Linked DNA regions of Mus musculus: region 1 is linked to region 2. A link is a contact called in public HiChIP or PLAC-seq data. All regions are on one chromosome and are shown on one strand. Each heading gives the region's core, a stretch centred on a gene start, on an enhancer-like site or on the middle of the called end of the contact. The rest is flanking DNA. Distances are from core to core; before and after follow the strand shown. Region 1 holds the start of Ralgapa2 (Ral GTPase activating protein, alpha subunit 2 (catalytic)). Region 2 overlaps Ralgapa2 (Ral GTPase activating protein, alpha subunit 2 (catalytic)).

Region 1 (6,759 bases), core at 953-3,452, 45 kb before region 2:
CTCCTAAGCACTGAGGCATCTCTCCAGCCCCAAGTTTTAAACTTTGAATTTCATGTTTGTTATTTATTGATTAAGGCGGCAATGGAGTGTCTGAAAAGTACTTGACACTCTAAAGCCCAAGGAAGAAGTAAGTAACTTCAGGGTGAATAATTTCCTCAAGGGGTTAGAAGACCAACAAGAGGATTTTTTGAGAGAACAGCAACAATCAAAAAACCCCAACAAAACAAAACTGGGAGGTGTCCTGGGTAAATAAGCATCAAAACACTAATACGTGATTCTTTTAAAAAGGGAGGTGGGTGTTGCAGTCTTATGTCTTCACTCTGTAAGTATGATAGATGAGATGAACTTACATGCATAGATGCCTGGTTTTTGTCTATCCAGTTTCTAACACTGCCATATATTTAGCATACAGAAATGCATATATTTGTCTAGTTTTTCCTCCTCAGTTGGATTGGAAGCTCTGGCAGTGAGAGAACTGCTTCTTGTAATATCTGTTATTTCCTGGGCTTAGGATCTTGTTTTTACACCATAGGTCTTTACTAGATGTTTGCTAATAATGAGAGCTCACATTGCAAGAGAAAAATTGATTTCAGTGGGATAAATTCATTTTACTTTTTCAATCAGTGTAAGAAAAGATGTCCTTGTTCAAAGGAATGGAACAGTGAACATGTGTTTTAAAATCTGAAACAGGGCACAGGATAAACTGATGGTGACAAATACTCTTGCCGTAATGTTAGAGACAGCATCACTTCTCTCCCTTACAACAGAATTGGGGAGATTATGGCCTTCATCTATGATGTCATCTGGGGATGCAGGAGGCGCAACAGCTCTCCCATCATCCTAGGCATGGAGATTACATCTCTAGGTCTGTGAGATTTCTGCTGTTAGGTGATCTGTCTGTAGTCTGTTTTGTTTTGTTTTGTTTTGTTTTTTTGGCTAAATACTGTTCCTTTGGGTATATCTTAGTCGTAGCCATGCTATTTTGATAACTCTAAAAATAGAATTTACCAGAACGGAGAAGTTTTTGCATGCTGAGTTGAAATGTGTAGGGCTGCTTTATCATCTTTTTTTTTTTTTAACTTAATGAGTTTATTGAGTGCCTGTAGAGATCAAATACCAAGCTTAATACAAGGGTGTGTACATTTCTAGCACTTTCCTCCACTAGAGAAAAAGACTCTTGGATTATGCCTATTTGGATGAAAAACATGTGATTCTAAGGTGCCTCTTTAGGTACTTGCTAATAAAGCCAAAATATCAAACCTTGGGGATCCAGATGATAATAAACAATTATATAGTCAGTTTTCTGGTAAGAAATCATTTGAGCATCTTCTGTCTTAAAGTCTTGCTTCAGTGAATAGGCATCTGGCCTTAAAAAGCATGTTGGCCCGAGAGTCAGGTCCTTCAGGTTCTATTTCTGGTTCTGTTATTGGATTGCTATGAGGCCTTGCATAACCCAGGAGCTCTATCCGCAAAGCAAGAGGCAAGACTGACCTCTGCACTTGAGATTGGGTTCCAGATGCCTTGGGGACTGAGTGGACCTCACTGGACAACAGGCCCACTCTTCTCTGCTACCAAAGCCATTTATTTACTTTAGTGTGAAATTAGAGATCAGATTTTGACATGGCCACACGTGCTTTGTCTTGCTCCTTAGTGTGAATCCAGAAGTAAAAAAAAAAAAAAAAAATCTAGAAATAGTTTTCAAAATTTAAAAGTCCTACAGCTTTTCTTACTTTGTGTGTGTCTGTGAGAGAGTGGGGGGTTGGGAGGGGTAGGTACGCAGGCCAGGCAGTAGAGGGGAGGGAGTGTGAGTTTCAAGGGTGGCATCTAGCACTCTGGAAAGCAGGTCGCTGCGCTTCGTCTTGTGGGGACTACAGTTCCCGGGAGCACTTGCGGCCCATATAGGGGCGGGAGCTCGCGGTCCTGGTCATATGGAAAACACCGCAATCTGATTGGAGGTCACTGCGCAGACTCGAAGCTGGGCGCGCGTCCCCGCGAGGTTCCTAGCCTCAGGCTCCTAGTGCGTGAACAGTCCGGGATGTGCGCGTGCGTCGCGCCGGAGGGCGGACCAGAGGCACCCGTGGGGCGGGGCCGAGGGTTTCGCATCGACACCGCCTTCCTGCCCCGCCCCTGACCGTTCGGCCCGCCCCTCCTTCCTGGAGCCTCCGCTGAGGCTGAGGCGGCGAGGCGGCCGGGAGGGGGGCGGCTTGTGGCCGGAGCGACACGCGCCCGTCGCGACCCTATGCAGTGACTCGTGCGGCGCAGGCGCCTCCTGCCCCGCCGGCGGGGCCCAGGCTTACCGCGGCGGGATGTTCTCCCGAAGGAGCCACGGAGATGTGAAAAAGTCCACGCAGAAGGTGCTGGACCCCAAGAAGGACGTGCTGACCCGCCTGAAGCACCTGCGGGCGCTGCTGGGTGAGGCGTGGGGCGTGGGCTGTGGGTCAGAGCCACCTGCCGGGAGGGCCGGGTCCCACCCGCGGCGTGGGCCTGATGGGGTCTCAGGTCCGAGTGATGTAGAGAGCTGGGAATGGTGCGCAGCCGACCTTTGCTAGCCTAGATCGGGACCCTTGAGGCATTGTTCCTGAAGGCTGTACGTTGGCCCTGGGCGCTGCTCTGTCGTCCCAAGTGTAAACTTAGCCAGGATTCTCTTTTGGGTGCCTAGCCTCGGGTAACCTCTGTGCCTGAGAGCAGGCACAGAGGTGACTATAAGCTGTCCTCTCCAGGAAATAAACCAAGCACAAGTGGGGCGGGCTTGAACACACACACACACACACACACACACACACACACACACACACACACACGCACACGCAGCCCTACCTCTCTGCCACCTCCTCTCTGCCACCTCCCTCTCCCTCTCCCATTCTAAAAATTTAAATTCTTGACAACTTGGGTTAGACCAATAGCTCATGTGGTCCCATCACAGACTTCGTTGAACTACCATCTCTCACTCACTCTCCTTTTAAAATGTTACTATGTTTGAGTGTAAGACTTTAGGTAGGATTGATTTCAGCTGACCCCAGGACAGATTAGATGTCATTTCTTCTCTCCTGCCCTTCTCTCTTTTAAATTTACATTTTTTGGGGGTTGGGGGAGGGAGGATGGAAGGGTCCGGCTGATAGCTGTTTCCTTGGGTCTTTGGTGTGAAGGGGGCTCTGATCAGAGGAAGCTAGGCTTTCTTTGGGTCCAGGGAGGCAGCTTCTCCCTTATCATCAGAGTGACAACCATTACTCCCTTTTGCCTTCCCTATTCATGGCCTGCAGGGTGGAGGTTCTGCAGAGCCCAAGTGGGCCTGGAATTGACTTGTGATGGCTTGAAAGCTCTCCCCTGTGGGTGTGAAGTGTCCACAGGTTATCTGATGCTGGTGATGTGTAGCTTGGCTAGGCTATGCATTAGTTCTATCTTCTGTCTGTCTGGACAGACTTATCTGTATTTGGGGGCCAAGGAAAAGACAGGTTTCTTCTACATATGTATACTGTTGAAACAATAATAAAAAATTAAAAACCCAGTGTTTTTAAAATTTTAGACCATCTGCCACTTGAGAAAATAGGGCACAAAAGAATTCATTTTATAGGTGAGAATTTTAAGCATTCTTGTTAATGAGATTAAGAGTTGCTAATTATTTCTATTTATATTGTGTAAACTATTTCTGAGTGGGGGATTGGCCAGCCAATCAGCCAACCAATGAACCAACCAAATGCAAAACTCAAAACCATGACTGTTGCCTCAAAACCTACTCCCTTCCCCCTCAAAACCCACCAGATTTTGACAACTGAAGTTACTATCTCAGATCCCCAGATATTACACTTAATGTGTTCAGTTTATAATGAATGTAAATCAGTTACTGTTAGAAGGATTAGTTTCTGGACTTCTGAAAGCAAAATGTGATGTTCTTGGTAAGTTGAACTTTCTCCTTCCTGTAGTGAAATGTCTAGGCACACAAGTGCTTTGTGTTGGGTCCTTAGTATCTGATTAGTTCCTGCTGCAGGGGCATTCTTGATAAAGGAGAACTGAACAGTATTTTAAGGCATTTGATACTTTGGAACTTTTTCTGTGCTGAAGAATTTAAACCTTTGTTCTGACCAAGAAGGCCAAGATTAAGTTGGCTACATTTTATAAAGACAGAAAACCTAGACCAGAGTGGTTTCTTAGAGATACACTGTCTTTGTTACCGTCCAGAGAAAATGGATACTTTCAGGTCTGAGTATCCTTAATTTCTCCCCTAAGGTGTGTGGCTCCTTCCAGGTGCAAGTGGCAGGGATAGGCTGTGAACCTGGCCAATGGCATCTCTTTATGATTTTATCTTTTTAATGTGTGTGTGTGTGTGTGTGTGTGTGTGTGTGTGTGGTGGGCTTTGTGCTAGTGAGTATAGTTACCATAGAGGCCAGTAGACAGATCCCCTGGGGCTGGAATTAAAGGTGATTGTGAATTGCTCTGAGGGACTACTGGGAACCAAATTCTGTATAAGAGCAGCAGGTGCTCTTAACCTCTGAGCCATGTCTGCAGCCTGAATCATCTTTGTATGTGAAAAAAAAATCTGTTTAAAATACTGTTTGCGGTGTAGAGTTCTTCCATATTTCATTAGGAATACTTTTGTTGTTGATGGTGGCCAAGTTTCCTTTATGTCCTACTGTGATCTTTAACTTTAGGGGCTCTTTTTTTTTTCAAAAAAATAAAAATAAAATTGAGGAATTCTATATACATGGTCTAGACCTAGGCCTCCCTGCTCATATGTAGCAGATGTGCAGCTTGACCTTCATGTGAGTCCTGAACAACTGGAACAGTATTCCAAAAGCTGTTGCCTGTATGTGGGATATGTTCTTCTAGCTGGGGTGCCTTGTCTGACCTCAGTGGGAGAAGTGCCTAGCCTTGTAGAGACTTGATGTGCCAGGGTTGGGAGGATACCCACAGGGGTTCCCACCTGCTCAGAAGAGAAGGGGAGGGGAGAGGGGTGAGGGAGTCGGGGGAGGGGGAGGGAGAAGGATTGTGGTAGGGATGATTGAGAGGGGGGCAGTGAACAGGAAGTAAAGTGGATAAGTTAAAAAAATTAAATTTAATTTTTTAAAAATTGAGGAGTTCTAGCCGTAATATTTGGTGTAAACTTTTGCTTTACAATAGTAGTTTGACGACTTTAAAGAAAACTAGTGCATTAAAGTATTAATTCCCACAGCATCAAATATTTTATCTGGTTATTACCTTTAAAAAAGACAAAGTATTATTAAACTGAAAGATAGGAGTTAAGTCAATGTGAAGGCAACTGAAGGGAATGAATTTAATTAGTATTGCACATTATGTATGTGTTTCAACTCTTGCTTGTCACTCAAGTGAAATAGGGCTGGTATTTTTTCACATATAAGGATGATGCTACTGGTCAGAGTCTGCAGCTTGTCACTGCCTGCTACTTGTAGCATCACAACTTGGGGCAGTACCTAGCCTGCTCTTGAACCTCAGCTTTGTTACTCTGGATATGGTACAGTGAGAGTATGATACGTAATGATGTCAGCTTGGAGCAGGCATTTACCAGATTCTTCTTTATTGCTTTCTTCCCACCATTAATAGGATACTTTTTTTTTTTTTTTCCCCCGAGACAGGGTTTCTCTGTGAAACCCTGGCTGTCCTGGAACTCACTCTGTAGACAAGGCTGGCTTTAAACTCAAGAGATCCGCCTGCCTCTGCCTCCCAAGTGCTGGGATTAAAGGCATGCGCTACCACTGCCAGGCAGGATACCTATTTTAAGAGGTATTTTCTCCACTCTTCTTTATTATTTTATATAATGGTATGGCCTTATTCTCTTTTTGAAAAGAGTTTGTACTTCAGACAACTTGTGGAGAAATGGTTAACTATGAAGAGTAAAATATATTTTAGGATTATGATAATGACTCCAATTCAGTGCTACTTAGATAGCTTGTCCTGACTATATTTTTAAAATTGGCTCTCACAGGGCTGCATTTTAGATGGTTTGTATGCATCATTGGGAAGAACAGGGAGATACTTGCGTTCTCCTTATGCTATTTAAATTATCATTCAAGAAAGTAACTGAGTAAACTAAACAAACACCCCTCCCCCACAACTCCTACGTATTACTGTATTGCTCCAGTGAACAAGTAATTCAGCCTTTGGGAGGTTATGGCAGGGGCATTATTGCTAGTTTGAGATCAGTCTGGGTTGCATAGAAAGTTCTATGTCAGTCAGGTCTACAAGATCCTATTTCAAAAGACATTAAAAAATGTAAGGTACATTTATAATTTAAAAACTTCTACAAAGTACATTTATGATATAAGAGAAGCAAGTGAGATTAACTTAAATATATTTTATTTAACATTTATTTATTTATTTACATATATGTATGTGAGTACACTGTTGCTCTCTTCAGACACACCAGAAGAGGGTACTGGATCTCATTACCAGGGATTGTGAGCCACCAGGTGGTTGTTGGGAATTGAACTCAGGACCTCTGGAAGAGCGGTCAGTGCTCTTAACTGTTGAGCCATCTCTCCAGCCTCCGAACTTAATGTATTATATCAGTAGGTAAAGGCTAACACATAATTTTGCAGTACTTTGTTTATATGACTTATCTGAAATGCAGTGTCTATTATACAGTCAGGACACATGTTTGTTCTTACTAGCTACATTTCACATGCACGGTACCAAGCTATGACTGGCAACTGCTGGGAGTAGGTCTGGAGTTTGGGAAAGCAGAGGCATAGGGTAGGGCAGTTCTAGCCAGTAGAAGATGAAAGAGTTGTTGGTAAATATCCATAT
Region 2 (6,719 bases), core at 2,897-5,396:
CCCTCCCCAAAGATTGTGGGGATGCTGGATCAGAGCCAGGGCGTTCATTTGCAAAGCCTTGCCCACAGCTGTGTTCAGGAGTTATTGTATGACCGCTGGTGAGCCTAGGGCTGCAGTAGGTTTTACATGTCACTTTAGCAGATTTCCATGGTGGGTTTCTTCCTCAATGCTCAGGTGAGCTTTGTAGAGAGAATGAGTTTAGCTTCTCATGATTTCTCCAAGTAAGGAAAAGAGACTTTCAACTTCTTTCCTGAAATCGGTCACATGGCTTGTCCCAGCACTGTGTTAGGAGCTCTGCAAGTAGGGTGAAACCAAAGTCTGGCTTTCATTCCTCTGACACTGCTTTGGATTTGAGTGCCACCCCTAGCTTGATTGTTGATTTTATTACTATCTCTTCTTGGTGCATGCATTTACTGGATACTAAATCCAGTAAATACTAAGGGGCATGTTAAAACATAGGATTCAGGTCTCTCTCTCTCTCTCTTATCATAGTTATTCTGATGTCTGTTTTTGTTTGTGAACTGAACAAACTGGAAGATAGAAAAGATATAAATGTTTAGCTTATTTTGGACATAATTTGCTTATTCTATTGTGCTATATTAATAGTTTGAATTAGAGGACCAAGGTCTGAGGTGAAGGTATTTGTTTTCAGTGGATAAGTTAACTGCCACACTGCAGGACTGCAGCCTCTCTTATGATTTGGGATCTCGAGGTGAGAAACTTGGGATTGGCCCAACAGAGTGTACTGAATTACTCAGTTCACCTTGGAGGAAGGGAACCTGGAGACAAGACGTTTGTGGAAGTCTGAAATTACATTCTTGTGATTGATTATCTGCCTTAGCAAGGTGCCTTACCCACCCCATCGTGGTAGCAACTGACCTGTGGTAACTGACACCCTCAAAGAAGATCACGTAGACGAGAGATAGGAAATGTACACACGAATCCTTTCGAGATAATAGAAGAGAGCGCACATCAAGACTTAATGGCAGGCCATTCACAATAACAAGTTAGCAGGTGGTGTTATGGTCGAACAGAGCACGTCTTCTCCTTTTACAATGTTCTCACAATAATGTAGAGACCTAGTTTGTATGAATTGGTTTCTTTTTAAAAAATATTCGCTTAGAAGAGAGCTGTACAGGTGCTTGCTGTTTTGTGTGTTTTCGCTGGCTTGTTTTGTGTGGTTTATAACACAGTAGCTGTTAGAGAGCGACATCTAGTGTTTGTGCAAGTGACACTGGGTAGGAAGGAAAGAGCTAGCTTGAAGCCTTCCTTCCCTGCAGCTAATCCTTAGAGCAGGGACATTTACTGATGACAGTGTGGCCAGTCCCACAATAGCCTACAGGTCTGTAGTACATCTAGTGTCATTTCAATCTTAAGTTTCTGAGGTGGCAGCAACCAAGCATTGCATGCATGCTCTGCTGTTTCTGTCTCCTTCCCTATGCAGATTCTCTCAAAGTGAATTTTTTTTTAAATAAAAGAACGATATGGAAAGGAGAGCCAATTAGATATGCTAGTACAAAATAGAAGAGGATGAAAGACATATAGATTTTAGCCAAAAACCAGAAGCTTGCGTGAATTGGAGACTAACTAAAGGGCGTGACTGACACCTTTTATGTGAGTTTCATGTGTACAAAGACGACTTCTTAGAGCTGACCTTTCTTCAGGGCAAAGCTCACCTCTTATGGCAGAATTTTATGCTACAAAGTTGAGAGTCTATGAGACATCCTAGTGAGGTGTTTTCTTAGAGAGGGTTAGACCTGAATATGATGTGCAAGTGAAAAGATAAACTTATAAAATGTATCATGTTTCTGCTTCCAAGGCTTCAAATGTTTGAAAGTTTATGTGTTAGTGCGTAATGGGAATGCTTTCCTGTTTTGTCTGTGGTTCTGCACATCTCATGCTCCATCCGGCAGAGGAGTATCTAACCAACTAGTCTATAGGCATCAGTCCTCTGCTCTCTCCCTCAGCCTCTCCAGTGCTCTCCTGCAATGCAGTGCTGGTTCCCATTGCCATCTGGGCTGTTGCACTCCCAGCACTCTCTCAAGGGCCCTCTTCATCTGGTCTCTGCCTCCTCATTCCTGTCTTATTCTTGTCCCTATTGGCAACCTTTGGAAGTCCTCAGAGCAGCAGAAAAGCTTTCTGGGGGTGGGGTGGACACTGTTTAATCTTCCTGAAATGCCCTTCTCTTGTAGGCTCACCCTTTGTTTTCTTAAGGATTTTGTTCAGAGATATTTCTGCCTTTTCCCCTTAGATTATGCTGTCAAGGCAGAGATAGTGCTTCTTTTGTCTATCTCTAGTCTTTCTCATGGTACCTGGCACAGAATGGGTACTTAACAAGAATATTAATTAATTAGTTTATTAAAAGGTAACTTAAACCTATACCATCTGAATGGTGCATTTATTGAATTTATTATTTTCTTGTGAGTACATGTCTCTTGCATTTCTTATTTCTCAGCATTTTGAACAATTTATATCTACATTATTTTATTATAATATTTTCAGTTGCTATTTCTCTTATATTAAATGATTTGGAGAATCTATTTTTATTAACATATTAAATGCCAGTTATGTAAATACAGCTCACTGCTACAGGATCTTTATGCTCTATTCTTATTAGGGAACTACTTTGATTAATCCTTGTTGCTAGAAGGTGAATTATGTACTTTGTTGAAGAAGGGAAGATATGTGGCTGATATAATTCTAGCTCAGAAACACCTTTCCTTAAACTTCAGATATATAAAAGCATACGTAGGTGACTATATAATTTTCAGATCATTACCACCCACCCTTTAATGTGTATGTCTGAGGTAGATGTAATTTGCTTCAGAAACACCAGGAACTGCATTGCTGTATAGGCCCATGGTGTGCTTTGGGTCCCTGTTGTCCTCACTTTCTCACTGTCCTGACGTCCACTCTGTGACTCATGATCACTTCACCGCAGCTGATGAAAAGGCCAAGGTCAGCCTTGTTGCTGTTGTTTAAGGAATATACTACATTTTCTATTTGGTTTTTGCCTAGTGCTTTTTAGATTTATATTGAATTTACAACTTTAAGTGTGTTTTGTCCAGGCATTTCTTGTGTGTGTTCTTTTATGTGGTTCTGGGGAGTTCGTGATGTGTACTGTACTGGCTCATGGGGTAATCTGTAATAGTCTAGTTTAGTGCTAACCATGCTTTCCATCCTCATTAGTTAATATTTTATGATTTCAGAAGGTTATCTAATTACATATCTACTTCATTAGTTTCCCCAAGTTTTCATCATCTCTTCAATATAACACTTGAGTCTTTAAGAACATAAATCAGAAACACTAAAACTCAATTTTCCTTTTTATTTACTTTGTTTTTGAGGACACATTTCAATTTTTCTTTGGGATTGTCTCTTTTGTGGAACCATCATTGCAGCTGCATGGTACTTGCATGGAATAAAGTCACCCCCCACCCCCCGCCCTTTTTGCTGCTTTGGGTTAACTTAAGTAAACAAAAACCTTTGTCATTAGGATACCTTTGTCTTTTTAGGTCTTCATTGATGTCCTAGTTAGGGTTTACTGCTGTGAACAGACACTGTGACCAAGGCAACTCTTACAAGGACAACATTTAATTGGGGCTGACTTACAGGGCTAGAGGTTCAGTCCATTATCACTAAGGTAGGAACATGGCAGCATCCAGGCAGGAGGAGCTGAGAGGTCTACATCTTTATCTGAAGGCTGCTAGCAAAAGACTGACTTCCAGGCAACTAGGATGACGGTCTTAAAGCCCACACTCACAGTGACACACCTATTCCAACAGGGCCACATCTCCAAATAGTGCTACTCCCTGGGCCAAGCATATTCAAACCATGACAATTGATAATCAGGTTTTCAGTATCTTGGTTGATTAAAAAAAATGTAGAATGTCTGATATGTCTCTCTTTAAAAACAGTATGTTCCATATTTATTTTAAATGTCCTTTTTGTGTTGTTTGCTTGTTTGTTTGTTTGTTTGTTTTTCGAGACAGGATTTCTCTGTATAGCCCTGGCTGTCCTGGAACTCACTCTGTAGACCAGGCTGGCTTCAAACTCAGAAATCCGATTGCCTCTGCCTCCCAAGTGCTGGGATTAAAGGCCTGAGCCACCACGCCCAGCCTTTTTTGTATTGTAAATTAAGTCTAAGTTCTTAGAGATTTTAAGTCTGTTTTCTCCTGGGCTAAGAAATCATTATCTTTTAAGCAATGACCTAAGCATGTATTGAGATGTAAAATGTTTGGAGACACAGTTACATTTTCAGTTTTATTAACTGCCACCTAGTGCTTCCCTGCCATGGTTGGTTGGTTGGTTGATTTCTTGATTTCTTTCTTCTTTCTTTTCCTTCCCCTTACCTTTTTTTTTTTTTTGACAGGATTTCTCTGTGTAGCCTTGGCTGTCCTGGAGCTCTATAGACCAGGCTGGCCTCAAACTCATGTGTGTGTGTGTGTGTGTGTGTGTGTGTGTGTGTGTGTGTGTGTACTAAAACTAGAATTCCTTTGATTTCTTTTCATGACTTTTTATCGATCTGTTTGCTTGTGCCACTGCTTATTAGAAAATATTGTGTGCTAGGCACTGGTCCTGATGTTGAGGATACTTGATGTATCACTAAAGTGTAAGTCCTTTCTCCCAGGGAATCCAGCTGTAATGGCAGAGTGGGCCTTATGCCTGTCCACCTGAGAAGAATGCTGGAAGGTTGTTTTGAAGTGGTTGCGTTCCAGGAGGTGAAATGTGAATTTAGTATTTACAGTGACCAATAGGAATCTGACAATACAGAACTGTGTTTTACTTATTCCATAACAGCATGCTGAGAGATTAAGTAGTATTGTGTAGTAGAAAGGATTTCTGGTATAAGTAATAAAGCATTTTTTTGAGCTAAAATGTATTCATTTTATTGTTAAGATTATCTGTTTGTTTGTTTTAGCTCTGTCTTACTTGAATTTAAAGGTTCTAAACAAGTATTGACCGCTAGTGAAAATACTCTGTTTATATCAGAGTTGAGTTATTTTTAGTAACTGGTAAAAATCCACCAGACGGTAGTGAAAAAGATGTGTCCTGTAGGTTGATATGGAAGTGTGTGCAGGCTGTCCGTGGTTCCTTCTGAAGCCAGAAGTTGTGTAGTCAAGACACCCACAGAATGCTCTCCTGAAGGGACTTCCAATTCTCAATCTAAGTTCCCTGTACATTTGTTACTTCCAAGGTCAAGGAGCTAGGATGTCTGTTCTTTTAAAGGAAGTCTGTTTCCTCCCAGGGCAGCATCTTCTCTTCGCACAGCATCATGCCCTACAGCTGGTTTGGGGAAGGGTTACTCCCTGGCTCTCTAGTCCCGAGCTGAACAGGTTTAATTGGCTAGTGTTTCAGGTAGATTAACTGGTCTGCATTAGTATCTTCCTCATTCTTCACTGCTTTCCATGTAGACTTGAAATCAAGTGTGAACCAACTTGGCGTGCTGCAGTCATCTGGTAATAGTTTGGGGAACAAAAAGTTTCCCATCTAAATTAAATGAAGACTGGTGGTTTTAAAGTTCATGGTAGCATCTTGTATAAACTCCAGCTTATGTTTCATATTATTCCTGGTCATGCAGTATGTTCTGAAGAAAAAGTAGCTATAGATAATCAGTTAAAAGAATGACAGATTCCCTGATGTGCTGATCGGTAGTAAGACCTAATTTCGATTTTGAGTGTGCTGTAATGGATTACCATATAGATTCAGCTGAGCACTGAGCATTAAACAGAGTCATGTGTTTTCCAGAAAAGTAATATTTATTCACACTGTGTGGCTTTCTTGAAATTTTTTTATTTTATTCTCCAGTGAAACTACAAACAAGATGTCAATAGCTTATGTGGCATTCACAGCAGTATAGCTTAGAATATCAGCTGCAGTACATGAAATGCCAGATTGCATTTGCCTCACCAAAGGTAGGCTTCATCTGGGACTTCTGAGGCACAGGCTTAGCATTTAGACTGGGTAGTTGTGTTTGGCTCTTTATTTATTGACCCTCATAGGATTTAATCCATAAAAAGCACCCCTCACAATATTAGTGTCCAGAAAGATGCGTTAGTATGGCTATTGTTTCAGTCTCTGAATTGTTGTATAAAATTCTGTCATTTAGGAAATATTCTTTTAAAAAAACTAGTGTGTGTGTGTGTGTGTGTGTGTGTGTGAATCTGCTTGTGAACGTGCATGCCCATGTACCATGGAGTGCATATGAAGGGGAAGCTTGTGGAAGTTAATACTCTTGCTTCCATCATAGGTCCTGGGAATTGAACTCAGGTTGTCAGGCTTGATGGCCAGTGAATTTATCTATCAGCCCATCTCACAGGTCCTTCTGGAATTATTACATTCATTAGACCCAATGTTTCATATCTAAACCTTGGAGTTTCTTTCTTTTTCTTTTTTTTTTTTTTTTTTTTTGGTTTTTCGAGACAGGGTTTCTCTGTGTAGCCCTGGCTGTCTTGGAACTCACTCTGTAGACCAGGCTGGCCTCGAACTCAGAAATCTGCCTGCCTCTGCCTCCCAAGTGCTGGGATTAAAGGCGTGTGCCACCACATCCAGCTTGGAGTTTATTTCTTAATCTCCTTAATGTAGCCCCATTCCATAAATCTGAATACTTACGAGAAGTAGTAAGGCCTGTCCTGACCTGACCTTACGTGAATTGGAGATGATTTTGTGGGAGACTTGGACAATATGGAAACATCTTTACGCTTACCTGTTTGATGCTT

The links. HiChIP or PLAC-seq counts read pairs in DNA pulled down with a chosen protein or histone mark.
Region 1: a contact with region 2 is called in an H3K27ac HiChIP or PLAC-seq map of embryonic stem cells, with 5 read pairs. The contact joins the promoter of Ralgapa2 here to the enhancer-like site in region 2. A contact is called at or near these places in 5 of 39 promoter capture datasets (the 3T3-L1 cell line, 3T3-L1-derived adipocytes and liver), 11 of 484 Hi-C or Micro-C datasets (the AML12 cell line, brown adipocytes, embryonic stem cells and 4 more), 4 of 115 datasets of contacts at active chromatin or transcription factors (CD8 T cells, embryonic stem cells, hepatocytes and 1 more) and 2 of 9 other capture datasets (adipose tissue and liver).

The regions. Positions count from the first base shown.
Region 1 is chr2:146,507,447-146,514,205 of GRCm38.p6, reverse strand. Ralgapa2 (Ral GTPase activating protein, alpha subunit 2 (catalytic)) reads left to right here and starts at 2,202. Exons shown (of 41, transcript NM_001033348.3): 1 at 2,202-2,412. The coding sequence starts at 2,307.
Region 2 is chr2:146,464,423-146,471,141 of GRCm38.p6, reverse strand. All of the region lies in intron 3 of Ralgapa2 (Ral GTPase activating protein, alpha subunit 2 (catalytic)), which reads left to right. Among named protein-coding and RNA genes, the nearest start is that of Ralgapa2, 44 kb to the left of the region's middle. Within about 2 kb of position 4,146, at least 4 of the 459 cell types and tissues checked have an H3K27ac peak or open chromatin away from gene starts, as enhancers often do. A contact at or near this core is called in embryonic stem cells, where this site is marked.